Regions from separate parts of the Sus scrofa genome. Here regions 2 and 3 are each linked to region 1. Evidence: chromatin contacts called from public Hi-C and promoter capture Hi-C data. All regions are on one chromosome and are shown on one strand. Each heading gives the region's core, a stretch centred on a gene start, on an enhancer-like site or on the middle of the called end of the contact. The rest is flanking DNA. Distances are from core to core; before and after follow the strand shown. Region 1 holds the start of PKN3 (serine/threonine-protein kinase N3). Region 2 holds the start of ZER1 (zyg-11 related cell cycle regulator). Region 3 holds the start of WDR34 (WD repeat-containing protein 34).

Region 1 (4,872 bases), core at 803-3,302:
CTGGTCTGAGCGCTTTGCAGACATTACCTTGTCAGTCTTGATAGCAAGCCCATGAGGGAGGTGCAGTTATTATCCCCACTTTACAGATGAAGAAACTGAGACACAGGTTAAGTAGTTTGCCCAAGGTCACTACACAGAGAAAGTGGGCGCCAGCCTCTCCCTGCCAGCCACGCTTAAGCAGACTGCTCTAAGTCTAGGATCCAGGCCGAGGTCTGGGGGTCAGAAAAGAGGCTCGGCACTGCACAGGGACCTCCGAAATCACGCAGTAGAAGCCAGGGCTGTTCCCCTGACGTTCCAAAGCCTCAGGCGGCAAAGCAGAGGCACAGAGGAGCTGAGGAGGTCTTGGGATGGGGGGGGCTCCACTCCCGGCTCAGCTCCTGGCAGGAAGGAGAAGGCTCTTTCATGCTTCACCCCAGGTGGGAGCAAGAAAGAGGAAACCTCCTTCCCAGAGGCCACTTCCAACCAAGCGGTGCCAAAGCCAACCTCAGCCCGGGGTAACCCATGACGGACGCCCCACCTCAAGGACTCTCCAAGGGCCTCTGTCTTACCTCTCGGCTCTCCATCGCCTGAGCCCAGTGGAAGGGGTGACCACCCCAGCCTCAGGGACCCCCCACCCCAGGCCTCCTCTGGCCCACTGGCCAGCCTGTCAGAGGGCAGGGGCGGGCCTCAGGAAATCCTTTGGCGGCCCTAGGCCAGAGGGCCAGAGCCAAGGGCCTGAGCAAACAAAGATCCCATGGAGCAGGGGGCCCGGCACCGGGGTCCTGAGTCACCCAGCTGCCGCTGCTGGGCGGAGGTTAACAGGAAATCGGAAAATGTGTACAAGCCACTGCTGGAACACGCAGAGGGACCTCCGGAGGAAGGGGGAGGGAGGGGGCAGACGCAGGCCTGCAAGTTGCCCAAGGGGTGGGGGCCCTCAAGGAGTCTTATTGAGGACACCTCACCCTTTAGCTGAGCCCAGGGTCCTGCCTGCTCGGGGCTGGAATCCTGCCAAGTGCGCACACACCTCTGGGCTGGGCCCTATCGGGAACACCAACGTCCCCACCCCCGTTTGCTCTGGGCTAGAACTCCACCTCTCCCTCCCCAAGAACAGACACACAGCCTTGGTCCCTGTGTCCACCGCGAACCTATTGCCAGCTCCGGCAGGAACCCCGCCTCCTCCTCGCCATTTCGGCTGGAACCCTCGGTGTGCCCGAAGGTTCCCGCCTGGGCGCCGGGCTAGGCCCCTCCCCCGCCGGTCCCCACTCCCCGCCTGGCTTGCAGGTTCTAGGAAGGACCCCACTCGTACGCCGGATGGGCCCCTCTGCCTGCCGCACACATTCCTCTCCCCCCAGGACCAGTCCCTCGGCGCCCGCTGGGGCCCCCCCTTTTGCTTTTCCAGCGGATGCCTTTCGGTCCCACCTGGAAGAACCGATCTGGGGAAACTTTAGGGCCCACCCTGGTGGCCCTGACTGCAGATTCAAATGGCTCCTGGGCTGGCTTGACTGGAGGCTCTGAGTCACTCGGAGGTGATATGGGGACGTTCCCAGGGGGCACGAAGCACGTAGGACTTAACCCCCGTGCTCAGATCTGCCCTGCCAAGGTGTAGGGGGGCCCAGAGCAGGGGCTGGAAAGGGGCACAGGGAGGGGCTGGGGACACGGCTGGAGCACGCGGCGCCCGGGGCGGTGAATGAGGCTCCCCCCACCCCCCCGGCCCGCGCCCACAGCCGGTCCTCTCCCGGCGCCGTTCACCTGCGGCGGCGCCCCCTCCTCCATGGCGTCGCTGCGGCCGCTCGGCCCCTCCTCTCGACCACTCCGGTTCCGGAAGCCCCGGCCCCTCCGCCAAGGGCTTTCAAACTTAAAACTTCCCGGGAAGCGGCGCCGGAGTCGCGGGATCGGGCGCCCCCTCCGGAGGTCCGCTGGCCTTCGCGGGACCTGGGACGAGCGCCGCCTCTCGGCCGCGCCGGATCCGCGCCCCGGACCCAACTCCTGACCCCGAGGGAGGGATTTGGAGCCCAGTGGCCTTCACCTGCGGCCGCAGTTCCCGCTCCGTGCGGCACTGACCCCGGGATACAAGGACAGGAAGGGCTATTTCCCAGGACGGGGTTCTCCAGTTGCCCCACGCGCGCCCAGAGGGGCCGGCCCCGGGGGTGGGAGGGACAGCACTGCCTGCCAGCTGGGGGCAGGCAGTGCCTGTGTGGCTGGTCCACGCTGGACCCGGTCAGCCTCCTCCTCCTCTGAACCCACCGCACGCTGGCTCCCACCCCGAGTCATTTTTTTACCCCGCAGTCACTGGTGTAAAATGGGCTAATCCTGTTGCTCCCTGTCTATAGTCACTGTAAGAACATAATTGTTGGAAAATAAATTCTCAAATTATACCAAATTACAAATGAATCCAGGAGTTCCCGTCGTGGCTCAGTGGTTAACAAATCCGACTAGGAACCATGAGGTTGTGGGTTCGATCCCTGGCCTTGCTCAGTGGGTTAAGGATCCAGCGTTGCCGTGAGCTGTGGTGTAGGTCGAAGACGTGGCTTGGATCCCGAGTTGCTGTGCCTCTGGTGTAATCCGGCGGCTACAGCTCCGATTCAACCCCTAGCCTGGAAACCTCCATATGCCGCAGGTGTGGCCCTAAAAGGACAAAAAAAAAAAACCCAAAAATCTCGCAGGACTCCTGCCCCATCACTTGGCTAGACTGGAGCCTTCCGGTTTAGTGGTTCAGACTATGCTATGTAAACAGGAGGCACTTTTACACACTGAGGAAAAGCCATCTCAGAAAAGTAACTAGGCATCCTGGCAATGGGTTGCCTATGTAGGGGACCCTGGTTCTTTACTTCCAGCACGTTGTGCCAGGACTTCACTGGAAGGAGCCTCATCCAAGGGGCTGGAAGTGAGTAAGGGTCAAATACTGAAGGTGGCTTATTTGCTGACTTGGAAGAGGTGTCCCCGGCACTCTTACAGGAGGTAGCCATGGCAGATCCACTTTGTTCTGCCATGACCACCTCCTGCACAGTGGACTGGAACGTGAGATCGGCAAAGCCTGGGCAATCCTGGAGTTGTCCTGCAATGGGAAGTCAACCAAGAGACATCAATATATGCAAAAGCAGGAGTTCCCTTCGTGGCTCAGTGAAAACAAATCTGACTAGCATCCATGAGGATGCAGGTTCCATCCCTGGTCTCACTCAGTGGGTTAAGGATCCAGAGCTGCCGCGAGCTCTGGTGCAGTTCAAAGACATGGCTTGGATCTGGTGTTGCTGTGGCTCTGGCGTAGGCCAGCAGCTACAGCTCCGATTAGACCCCTAGCCTGGAAACCTCCATATGCGGTGCACACACAAATGCAAAGGCAAGTTAGCTCAATGGGGCACATGACAATTTTACAATCAGAGGCAAGTGTGACACTTTTATATACACATACAAACCAGGGTTGTTGAAGGCTAGATATTTAACACTTAGTAAGCTAGTCAGGCATACAGTAGGCTCTTTTAAGTGGGAGTTACCAAGCTGCCCATAGCTGAATGTTAAGAAATAACTTGGTGGTAAAAAGACTATCTTTGGGTTCTGACTGTAGGTTGTAAGATTTTAAGAACATGAATCTAATGAGTAAAGTTCCCCCTTTTGGGAGGGCCTCTATTTCCTGTCTTGAGGATCACTTATCCAATCCCACAACCAGAAAGCTTAATTACGTAGAGCTCAATGACTTCTCAACTCTGCTGTGAAGTGTTTTCACCGGCTCACTGGCCACTAAGGAAAAAAAGAGTTCAGAAGCAGAAACATCCATCTGTCCTAAGGAACCCCGAGCTGGGCAAACCTAGAACCCTGGGCTGATGGATGAGTCTGACCAGAGATCTGTATCTTTTTTTCTTTTTAGGGTCACATGATCCCAGCCTTCCTAGATCAAATTGGAGTTGCAGCTAGCAGCCTACCAGTCACAGCAACACAGGATCTGAGCCTTATCTACGACCCACACCACAGTTCATCACAACTCGGATACTTAACCCACTGAGTGAGGCCAGGGATTGAACCCACAACCTCAAGGATACTAGTTGTTTTTGTTACCCCTGAGCCACAAGGGAGCTCCCAGACAGGTGCATCTTACATGTCTGATGGCAATGGTACTTTATGGAATTTTAATTCTAAGGAAAACTTAAGTTCATGTTCGTGTTCAACGTCCAGTGGATAGTGAACAGCACAAACCAACTCTGGCTAACAGGCTGTTAAAACTGTCAAAATCAACCTGAAAGGATCTGTCCCAGGACACATAAGGAAACATTTACACCCTTGTATACACATTTTTGTCCTTCTCAGTTTTGCAAACATCAATCCATCTACCTTTAGATTTGTCTCACTTGGACCATATCTGAGTACACATCCCCAACTAATAAGGTTGGCACACACCCTCCACTTTAAAAAGTCTTTTTTTTAATGGCCACACCCTAGGCATGTTAGTTCCTGGGCCAGGGATTGAATCTTGAGCTTCAGCTACAACCTATGCAAAGTTGGATTCTTTAAGCCATTGCAAGAGGCTGGGGATTGAACCTGAGCCTCCACAGCAACATGAGTCCCTGCCTGCAGCTGGGTTCCTAAACCACTGCACCACAGTGGCAACTCCATTAAGTTCTCCCGATTCTTATTCTAATCACAAAACTATACTCCTTTTTCCCTCAGGGTCACCACTAAGTAAACTTTTTGGACTTCTCTGGTAGCACAGCAGGTTTTAAGGACCCAGTACTGTCACTGCAGCGGCTCAGGTTTGATCCCTGCCCTAGGAACTTACACATGTCATGGGCATAGCAAAAAAAAAAAGTAAACTTTTATGTCTTCATTAAGTACAGCCACCTATACAAAAAGGTTACTGCTGGGGCAGAGGATAAACTTCAAAATGCGATGTTGTGTTTTGTC
Region 2 (4,872 bases), core at 1,043-3,542, 53 kb before region 1:
CTTAATTTTTCTACCTTTTTTTTTTTTTTTTTTTTTTGCTTTTGCTTTTTAGGGCCGCACCCTAAAAAGGTAGAGGTTCCCAGGCTAGGGGTTGACTCAGAGCTATAGCTGCCGGCCTACACCACGGCCACAGCAATGTGGGATCCTAGCCACGTCTGGGAGCTACACCACAGCTCACGGCAATGCCAGATCCTTAACCCACTGAGTGAGGCCAGGAGATCCAACCTGCAACTTCATGGTTCCTAGTCAGATTGTTTCCACTGAGCCACAAGAGGAACTCCTCTTTTTTCTTTTCCTTTTTTTGTCCTCAGTATGAGGGAGTTCCCGGACTCCTGATGGGATTCGTTAACCACTGAGCCACGAGGGGAACTCAAGCCATAGCAGCAACAATGCCAGATCCTTAACCCCTAGGCCACCAGAGAACACCCTCAATAGACTTTTTTTTTTTTTTTTTGCATTTTTTGCTTTTTAGGGCCACACCTGTGGCATATGGAGGTGCCCAGGCTAGGGGTTGAATTGGAGCTGTAGCCCCAGCCTACATTCGTTAACCACTGAGCCACAAAGGGAACTCCTCCTCAATAGACTTTTTAAAGGATTCAAAATTGTGCGAACACACCTACATATGGTCCAAGACTAAAAGATACTATGCAGAAGGAAAACATCCACAAAATTAGTTTATGAGAATTGGGAAGAGGGTCCTCAAGAAAAGGTTCCTTAAGAAAGTAGACTCTAGGGAGTTCCCGCCTTGGAGCAACAGAAACGATTCCGACTAGGAACCATGAGGCTGCCCATCTGATCCCTGGCCTCGCTCAGTGGGTTAAAGGCTTCCACGTTGCCCTGAGCTGTGGTGTAGGTTGCAGATGTGGCTCAGATCTGGCGTTGCTGTGGCTCTGGCGTAGGCCAGCGGCTACAGCTCTGATTGGACCCCTAGCCTAGGAACGTCCATGTGCCGCAGGTGCGGCCCTAGAAAGAGACTAAAAGACAAAAAAAAGAAAAGAAAAAAAAAAAGAAAAGGAGACTCTAAACTGAGACTAGAAGCAGGAGGAGTGTATACTGGATACAGATGGGAGCAAGAAGAGTTTGGTACGGAAAAACTTACTTGAGTCTATGCGAGAGGAGGGGATCTTTATTATGTATTTATTTATTTTGTCTTTTTACCATTTCTCCGGCGGCTCCAACAGCATATGGAGGTTCCTAGGCTAGGGGTCCAATCGGAGCTGTAGCCGCTGGCCTACGCCACAGCCACAGCAACGCGGGATCCGAGCCACGTCTGTGACCTACACCACAGCTCACGGCAACGCCGGATCCTTAACCCACTGAGCAAGGCCAGGGATCGAACCTGCAACCTCATGGTTCCTGATCGGATTCGTTAATCACTGAGCCACAACGGGAACTCCGAGGGGATCTTTAAAAGAACCAAAAATGCTTCAAATTTTCTTAAATGGAGAACGAAAGCGGGGCGGGGAGCGAGGGGGAGAGGGACAAGAGGCTGGAGAGAGAGAGACGGGGACAGATTATCCTTGACGTCTACCTTGAGGGTGGAAGGCAGGGCAGGGCTCAGACCAGACTTATTCGTTTTGGAAAACTCACTCTGGAACTGTGGAGAGAATGAGAAGAAGGAGCAGGGAGTTCCGTTAGGGGGCTGTTGCAGAAATCCCGAGAAGAAATGGTGGGGGACAGAGCCGGGCACTACCGGAGGAGGAGGGGAGGGGCTGGTTTGAGACCCTTAGGACCAGACGCATGGATGAGGCGCTAAGGAAAACCAAGCGGCCAAGGCCAACTCCCTGTTTCCCAGGCGACAGCCGAGCTGCCGGGGCTGGAGAAGTAGCAGCGCGGAGGGGTAAGATGGTGTCCGCTTTTGGACGCGTGGGTGTGAGCTACCTGCGGAGAAGCCAGGGGTAGATGTTCAACAGGGCGCGGGAGGCAGGGGCTTGGCTCGGAGGCACGTCCGTGCTGACGAGGAAGGTGGAGTCAGTCCGCCCCTAACCGTTCCCTGGGATCTGGGGAACCGCAGGCCGGAGCAGGCCCGGAAGCCGGTGTCACCGAGAGGCTCCCACCCCGTCCCCGGAGCCCAGCGAGAGCCCGTGAGGAGCGCGATCAGGACCGGAACGGAGACCAGATGCTCCCCGCTCCATCCGCAAACCCGGCGGGATCGGAGTCGTCCGGGATTGGAGCCGCCGCGGAGCCCCGGAACCTTCGGCCGCTGTCGCCCCGGTTCGCCGCGGAACCGGTCGGGGGAACCCATTCGCGGTTGCTAAGGGGCGGCCCCGGAAGTGACGCGCCCCGGGTTTGTTGACAGCGGAGGCGGCGGCGGCTGCAGGCTCCGAGCCGTAGGAGCCGGATCGGGGGAGGGGCCGGGCCCGGGAGCCAGCACCCGCCGGCCCTCAGCCCCGCCCGCAGCCCTAAGGGCAAGGTAACGGCCACGGGGTCTCCCCTCCCCGGCGCGACCCCCTCCCGCCCGGGGCTCCCATCCCTGGGATCCCCAGCTCCGCCCCGCAGACCCCCTTCTTCCCCAAACCCTGGCCCTAGCCTGTCGAGATCCCCTGCTTCCCCCGGAGCTCTGGCTCGGAATTCTCCCGGGCCGCATCCTCTGCGCCTCCTTGTCGAGGAAGCATCTCGTCCACTCCCGGGGCCAAGGGATGTATCTGCGTCCTCTCTCTTTTCCCCTCCTGCCTCCGGTGCCTCACCATCGCCACTGCCACCACTTGCAAAGGTCCATCTCGGCGAATGGTGGGAGGGTTCCCTTCTTAACCCCTGCTGCCCCGTCAGAGAAACATGCCATTAAAACTAAACTCCATTCCTCCAGAAAGAAAATGACGCCCTGTCGCTTAGCCCCTACAAAATGGGGGATAAATGCAAGGCTAAAGAGGCTAGCTTCTGCCCCTCCTACCTGTTGGATGAGCTGAAGTTCCCCCAAAGCAGTGCCTGAAAGCTCAGGGACCGCTTGGATTCTAGATAAGCTCCCCAAAGGGATGACAGAGTGTGGGGGGATGCACAGGGTGGGAAAGGGATGGGGTGGGGTTGCAAACCTGAGGGCCAGAGGAGCCTGATAGGTGAGTTGAAAGTGAAACCGACTGTGCTGGCTACTAAAGTTCTGTGGGTGGAACTTGGCTTGGCTGTTTGGCCCAAGCAGTTCAAGATTTCCAGGCTTTGTGCCTGTCAGTGCGTTTGATTTTTACATCGGGGAAGATGCCTGATGCCTCCACAGAAAAATCACCCCATATGAACAAGGGTCACAGGAGGCTATACTTAGAGCAGGAGGTGGTTGCCAGTGGTGAGGGGGTCTCTGTGTTTCAGGTCACTAATTGATTCAGCAAATCATAAATGTATGTAAGGTGACAACAATGTAAGGTAGAGGAAAACAAAGCAGGAAGAGCCATGCAAAGGCTGGGCTTGCCCTATTTTTAGAGGGAGATCAGAGAAGATCTCTAATGTGATATTTGAGCAGAGACCTGAACAGAGTGAGGGAGCAAGCCACATAGCTCTCTGGAAGCTGAGCAAGTGCAAAGGTCCTGAGGTAGAATACCTGATGATTTAAAGAAACAGCCAGATAATGGAGTTCCCATCGTGGCTCAGTGGAAACAAATCTGACTAGTATCCATGAGATGCAGGTTCAATGCGTGGCCTCACTTAGTGGGTTAAGGATCCAGCATTGCCCTGAGCTGTGGTGTAGGTCACAGACGAAGCTCTGATCTGGTGTTGCTGTGGCTGTGGCTGTGGTGTAGGCCAGTGGCTACAGCTCCAATTCGACTCCTAGCCTGGGAACCTCTGTATGCTGTGGGTGCAGCCCTAAAAGGACAAAAAGAGAAAAAAGAAAAGAAAAGGAAAAAGAAACAACCAGACAGAGTTCTCGTTGTGGCTTAGTGGTAATGAACCCAATTAGTATACATGAGCATGCTGGTTCAATCTCTGGCCTCTCTCAGTGGGTTAAGATTCTGGCGTTGCTGTGAGCTGTGGTGTATGTCACAGATGAGGCTTGGATCCCGAGTTGCTGTGGCTGTGGTATAGACTGGCAGCTGTAGCTCCAGTTTGACTCCTAGTCTGGGAACCTCCATATGCCGCAGCCAAAAAAAAAAAATTAAGAAACAGCCAGAGGGAGTGTCTGTCATGGCTCAGTGGTGAACGAACCTGACTAGTGTCCATGAGGACTCGGGTTCAATCCCTGGCCTCACTCAGTGGGTTGAGGATCTGGCGCTGCCGTAATCTGTGGTGTGGGTCGAAGACGTGGCTCGGATCCCTCGTTGCTATGGCTCTGGCATAGGCCGGCAGCTGTAGCTCTGATTCCGCCCCTAGCCTGGCAACCTCCATATGCCGCCAGTGCTGCCCTAAAACACAAAAAGACAAAAAAAAAAAAAAAAAAAAGAGAGAGAGAAAGAAAGAAACAGCCAGAGGACCATAGGGCTGGAGCCGAGTGAAGGAGGGGAAGAGTGGTTGACAAAGACAGAGAAGAGCAAGAGTTCCAGTCGTGGTGCAGTGGGTTAACAAATCTGACGAGGAGCCATGAGGTTGCGGGTTCGATCCCTGCCCCTGCTCAGTGGGTTAACAAATCTGACGAGGAGCCATGAGGTTGCGGGTTCGATCCCTGCCCCTGCTCAGTGGGTTAACTGTAAGCGTTGCCATGCGCTGTGGTGTAGGTTGCAGACACGGCTCAGATCCCACATTGACTGTGGCTCTGGCGTAGGCCGGGGGCTGCAGCTCCAATTAGACCCCTAGCCTGGGAATCTCCATATGCCGCAGGAGCTGCCCTAGAAAAGGCAAAAAAAAAAAAAAAAGACAGAGAAGAGCAGGGGCCAGATGATGGTGCGGAGGATGTCAGAGACTGTTCATGTGATTCAGGGTCCCAGGGTGTCTAAGGGGACACCCTTTCAAAAC
Region 3 (4,872 bases), core at 1,091-3,590, 38 kb after region 1:
CAGGAGGGCAGGAAGGAGTGCTCTAGGTGGAGGGAAGGTGCACGGAGGCCAGAGGTCTGGCGGAGGAGTTTGATTTGCTGTCAGGGTAAAGGAATGGCCAGAGTGCCTGCAGCTTCAGAATGGGAGAAAGAGCCTCCCACCCCCACCCCTGCCCAAGCACCACAGGGCCACTTCCTGTCCAATTGCTTCTGCTTCTCCTCCTCTTCCTCCTCCAGTGAGCCTTGCTCCCCTTCCAGCCTCCTCCTTTCTGGCACAAGTGCCTGCTCAAGACTCTCCCACCCTGGAAACGTTTCCCCAGCTGTCCTGTGTAATACTTGACACAGCAAACCTTTGTTCTTTCATTCCCTCCTTTCTAATCACAAATAAACCACAATAAGACTTGAACCCTACAAAGAGAGAAAAATAAAAACCTAAATTACCCAGGAGCAGCTGTTATCCATATTTGGATCCATGCCTCTGGGTTTTGTTAGAAATATATATTGTGGAGTACCACGGTGGCCTAGCAGGTTAAAGATCCAGCGTTGTCACTGCTGTGGTGGGGTTTGATCCGTGGCCCTGGGAACTTTTGCTTACATGCCACAGGCCCAGCCAAAAAATAAAAATAAAAAAGGAAAAAGATACATATATTGTTATAAAAATAGGATAAGATGCAATGTACATAAATTGGATTTTATAAAAGCTTTACTATGCTGCAAACATTTTGCCACATTTAAAGAGCAGTGTAACAACACTCTTAATGGCCACCTGAGATTCTAATACCATGTATTAGAAAAACTCAACCAAAGGCTCAGTGTCCATTCTTTCTCAAATATTTAGTGAACACCTGTTGTGTGCCATGACTTTGCTTAGAAATTTAGGCTGACTGCAGAATCTTGCTGTTATCATAGTAATACTACTGTAAATGAATAATTGCTGAATATCCTTGGGTCTCAATGTCTGTGCAAATCTGTAATTGTTTTTATTTTATTATTACTATTATTATTTTTTGTCTTTTTGCCTTTTCTAGGGCTGTTCCTGTGGCACATGGAGGTTCCCAGGCTAGGGGTCTAATTGGAGCTGTAGCCACTGGCCTACACCAGAGCCACAGCAACGCCGGATCTGAGCCGTGTCTGCAACCCACACCACAGCTAATGATAACACCAGATCCTTCACCCACTGAGCAAGGCCAGGGCTCGAACCCACAACCTCATGGTTCCTAGTTGGATTCATTAACCACTGTGCCATGATGGGAACTCCTGAAGCTGTTATTGTTGATTCAGGAAAAATTCCCAGAAGTAAGATTTCTAGATTAAAGAGGAGGCTCACTTTAATGTCAAATTACAGTCCAGTTTGTTAGATTTTGCCTATTTTCACTCATACTTACTTCCTGTGTTGAGCTTCCTAATAATATCCATTACTTTCTCTACTTCCTCCTAAACCCTCTGCAGGCTGGCTTTTGTTCCCACAACTCTACTGAAATTGTTTGGGGCACTGAATACCTGGGACTATCCTTCTCTTCTTGAAATATTCTCCTTCCTTTATCAGGTAAAGCAGGTCCTACTGGCCTTAGCCTTTTGCAGTCTCATTTTATGTCTAGGAAACCAAGGCCCAAAGAGGTACCAAGTCTATTAAAGGGACAAAGCACTGGTCAGGCTTCAAATCCAGGCATTCTGACTCCTACAGCCTTGAACTTCTTTTCTGAGTATGATTTTTGGAATTCTTGGTGGTGTTTGCAAATTTTTCTGTTAAGAGGGCCTCACAAGGAGAATTCTATCTGGTTCCATTTTATTTTTAGGAAGAAATTCCTGTTGCGTTCCATGCCTCCTCTCCCACTGCCCCCCCATCCCTAATCTAATCAGTCCTCAAGGCCTTGGCTGGAAAAAGGTCCTGATGAGAACTCAGTGCTGAAGTGGTGCAGAGGGGCCTCTGATTGGGCAGATTTACAACCCTCTGAGAGTTTAGGGATAGGAGGAAAGTGGCCCAGAGGACCTGGCCGGAGGACTCTTGCTAGGAGTCTCAGAATAGGGCCTTGGGCCAAGCAGCTGCCCCCGAGATCTTGGGCAAATACGATGTAGCTGATCTGGAGCAGTTACTTTTCTGACCATCAACCACCCTCATGGGACATGTAACAGCTGATTCTTCATAGAGTTAGTTTGAGGAGTTATTAGGATCAACATACAGAAAACTGTGGACTCGACCTGCTACATGATAAACACTCAATAATGGGGTAGTTGTTCGGGTCTTTAATTTTGGCTTAAGCATTTTTCTATATCCGACCTCATCTGGGCCTTTCAACTACGCAACCACACTCTGGATCTACATGTGGACATTTAAAATCGCCATTTTATTGAGGCAGAAAATGGTAAGAGGGAGACCACTTGGCTTTGAGGTGGCCGCCAACTGGAGCCATGGGGTCGTAGGGCTCTGCTGGAGCATCCGGCTGCACTGCCAGCACTGCACCTCTAAGTCCGCAACTCTCCAGCCCGCCGCGGCCGCAGACTCCCGCCCTCGTCTCTGCGCCTGGCCGCCCAGCGCCATCTTTGAAGCTGGCACTTGCGCCCTGCATCCGCACTTCCCGTCCCCCTTCTCCAGAGCAGCTGCGCATGCCCTAAGCGTGCTCCCTCTGGAGTTGGAGAATGCAAAAGTAGTACTGCTTGTCGCATCGTCGGAAAAGAGTCATTTATCTTTTCTTCTCGGGTCTTGGAAGGAGGCGCTCTGACAAATTCAAAAATGGCGCCGATAGCCTCATCTCCTCAGTCTTCCGCTCTGGAGGCGCAGGGACGAAGGTCGCGGCGGAGTGCGCCGGCGTAAGGAGGCGGGGCCGTCTCCATGGCAACCTGCGCGCTGAGAGGGCAACTCTTCCCGGCGGGAAGGGCGGGTGCTGAGGCGCTGGCGACCCGCGGGATTGCGAGTCCCGAGGGGCCCGAGCGGCCCGGGCCGCTGCAGGACGAGACCCTGGGCGTAGCGTCGGTGCCTTCGCAGTGGAGGACCGTCCAGGGCATCCGCGGGGAGACGGTGAGGGCGCGGGCTCCGCTCGGGGGGACGCGGGCGGGAGGGTGAGGGATGGCGCGCGGCCACCAGGCCAGGTTCTCGGGTCCCACCGTTTAATTTTTACATTTTAATGCACAGAAACTAACTCTTGGGATGCTCTGTCCCAATTTCCCCAGTCTTTGACTACCAACAGAAAGGGTTTTTCTTTAAAAACCTCTAAAGACCCCACTTTGTGGAGGTCTTTGTGTGAACTGCAGTTTTTAGGCATTTCAGACTGACTTTCACTTAGTAAAATGCCCGAGCTGCATCTTAAGGTCGAGATACGCCGGCTTTCGAGTACGTAGTTGGACCCAAAGCACACAGACGAGATTGTCTGAGATGAGGGCAGGGCTTCTGAGGGGTCTGGGTGTAGGTTTTGTAGGTGTGGAGAGACTTGTTCTGGCGCTGATGATTCATCAGTCGACAGTGCTGGAGCTCCGTCCTGGAGCCGTAGTTTTGCAGGGGACAGAAAATAAACAATGTCCGTTATAAATAAATTGCAGCGTGTGTTAGAGGCAGTAGTGCCATGGACAAAGGGAAAAGGGTGCGGGATTAGAAAGACCGGGTTGGGGATTTGAGGGTGGGCTGCAGGGCGGGCCTCCCTGAGAGGGTGATGTTTCAACAACAATTTGGAGGAGCGAGAGATTTAGCCAAGTGGATACCTGAGTTAGAACCCTCCAGGCAGAGCCAACTTCAGGTGCAAAGGCCCTGGGGTTGGAGCACATCTGATGCGTGAGGAGGCGGATGGGGCTGGAGAGGAAGGAGAATGGCCCCAGGTGAGGTCAGAGAGGGTAAGGAGAGGCAGGTCAGGTGTAGGACCTTGCAGATCATTGTAAGGATGTTGGCTTTTCCTCAGTAAAAATGAGCGTTACAGGGGGGCTGCATATTTCCCAGAAGAGGAAACAGGGTTCACTTGCCACACAGGTGTTTGAACCTGCAGAGCCTACATCCTCAGCAACGCCAGTGACATTTCCACGAAGTCTACTCTCTTTTTTCTTTTTTTTTTCATGGCTGAACCCATGGCATAAGGAAGTTCCCTCATCAGGGATTGAATCTGAGCGGCAGCTGCAGCATCACTAGATCCTTTAACCCCCTCGAAGCAATTGGAGCTGCTGCATTCAGATTGTGTTTTAGGGCTGCACCTGTGGCAGATGGAAGTTGCTAGGCTAGGGATCGAATAGGAGCTGCAGCTGCTGGCCTACACCACAGCCGCAGCAACTCGGGATCAGAGCCGCGTCTGTGACCTACACCACAGCTCACGGCAATACCGGGTCCTTAACCCACTGAGCAAGGCCATCGATTGAACCCTCGTCCTCATGGTTACTAGTGGAGTGGGTTCGTTACTACTGAGCCATGAAGAGAACTCCCTGCAGTTGGAACCTTAGTGCACTGTGCTACTGTGGGAACTCCTGAAGTCCTACTCTTGAGGATTTGCCTCAAGCCAACATTTCGCAGTTCTCAAACCAGATTTGATCTAGCTTCAGAGTACTTCCCACGTTACTCTGCTGCATAGGAATGGTTCTGGTTAAAAGCATAAGGAGTGGGAATTCCTGTCGTTGCTGGGTGGTTAACGAATCCGACTAGGAACCATGAGGTTGCAGGTTCAATCCCTGGCCTTGCTCAGTGGGTTAAGGATCCGGCGTTGCCATGAGCTATGGTGTAGGTTGCAGACTCGGCTTGGATCCCGAGTTGCTGTGGCTGTGGTGTAGGCTGACAGCTACAGCTCTGATTCAACCCCTAGCCTGGGAACCTCCATATGCTGTGGGAGCGCCCCTAGAAATGGCAAAAAGACAAAAAAAAAAAAAAGCAAAGGGAGTGGATACTTTAGTTATAGCTACCCATCCTTATCGAAGGTAAGTGTGT

Evidence for each region. Promoter capture Hi-C pulls out the DNA fragments that hold promoters and counts their contacts. A called contact is a pair of places that touch in the nucleus more often than the background predicts.
Region 2: a promoter capture Hi-C map of liver shows a contact between it and region 1, with 5 times the contacts expected there. The contact joins the promoter of ZER1 here to the promoter of PKN3 in region 1. A contact is called at or near these places in 3 of 5 promoter capture datasets (fetal liver, fetal skeletal muscle and liver), 13 of 47 Hi-C or Micro-C datasets (brain, embryonic fibroblasts, fetal liver and 8 more) and 2 of 2 datasets of contacts at active chromatin or transcription factors (alveolar macrophages and skeletal muscle).
Region 3: a contact with region 1 is called in a Hi-C map of skeletal muscle, with 6 times the contacts expected there. The contact joins the promoter of WDR34 here to the promoter of PKN3 in region 1. A contact is called at or near these places in 1 of 5 promoter capture datasets (liver), 14 of 47 Hi-C or Micro-C datasets (alveolar macrophages, blood, embryonic fibroblasts and 8 more) and 2 of 2 datasets of contacts at active chromatin or transcription factors (alveolar macrophages and skeletal muscle).

Annotation. Positions count from the first base shown.
Region 1 is chr1:269,066,268-269,071,139 of Sscrofa11.1, reverse strand. PKN3 (serine/threonine-protein kinase N3) reads right to left here and starts at 2,052. Exons shown (of 24, transcript XM_021069726.1): 1 at 1,729-2,052. The coding sequence starts at 1,752.
Region 2 is chr1:269,119,299-269,124,170 of Sscrofa11.1, reverse strand. ZER1 (zyg-11 related cell cycle regulator) reads left to right here and starts at 2,292. Exons shown (of 16, transcript NM_001244486.1): 1 at 2,292-2,413.
Region 3 is chr1:269,028,446-269,033,317 of Sscrofa11.1, reverse strand. WDR34 (WD repeat-containing protein 34) reads left to right here and starts at 2,340. Exons shown (of 9, transcript XM_005660487.3): 1 at 2,340-2,994. The coding sequence starts at 2,809.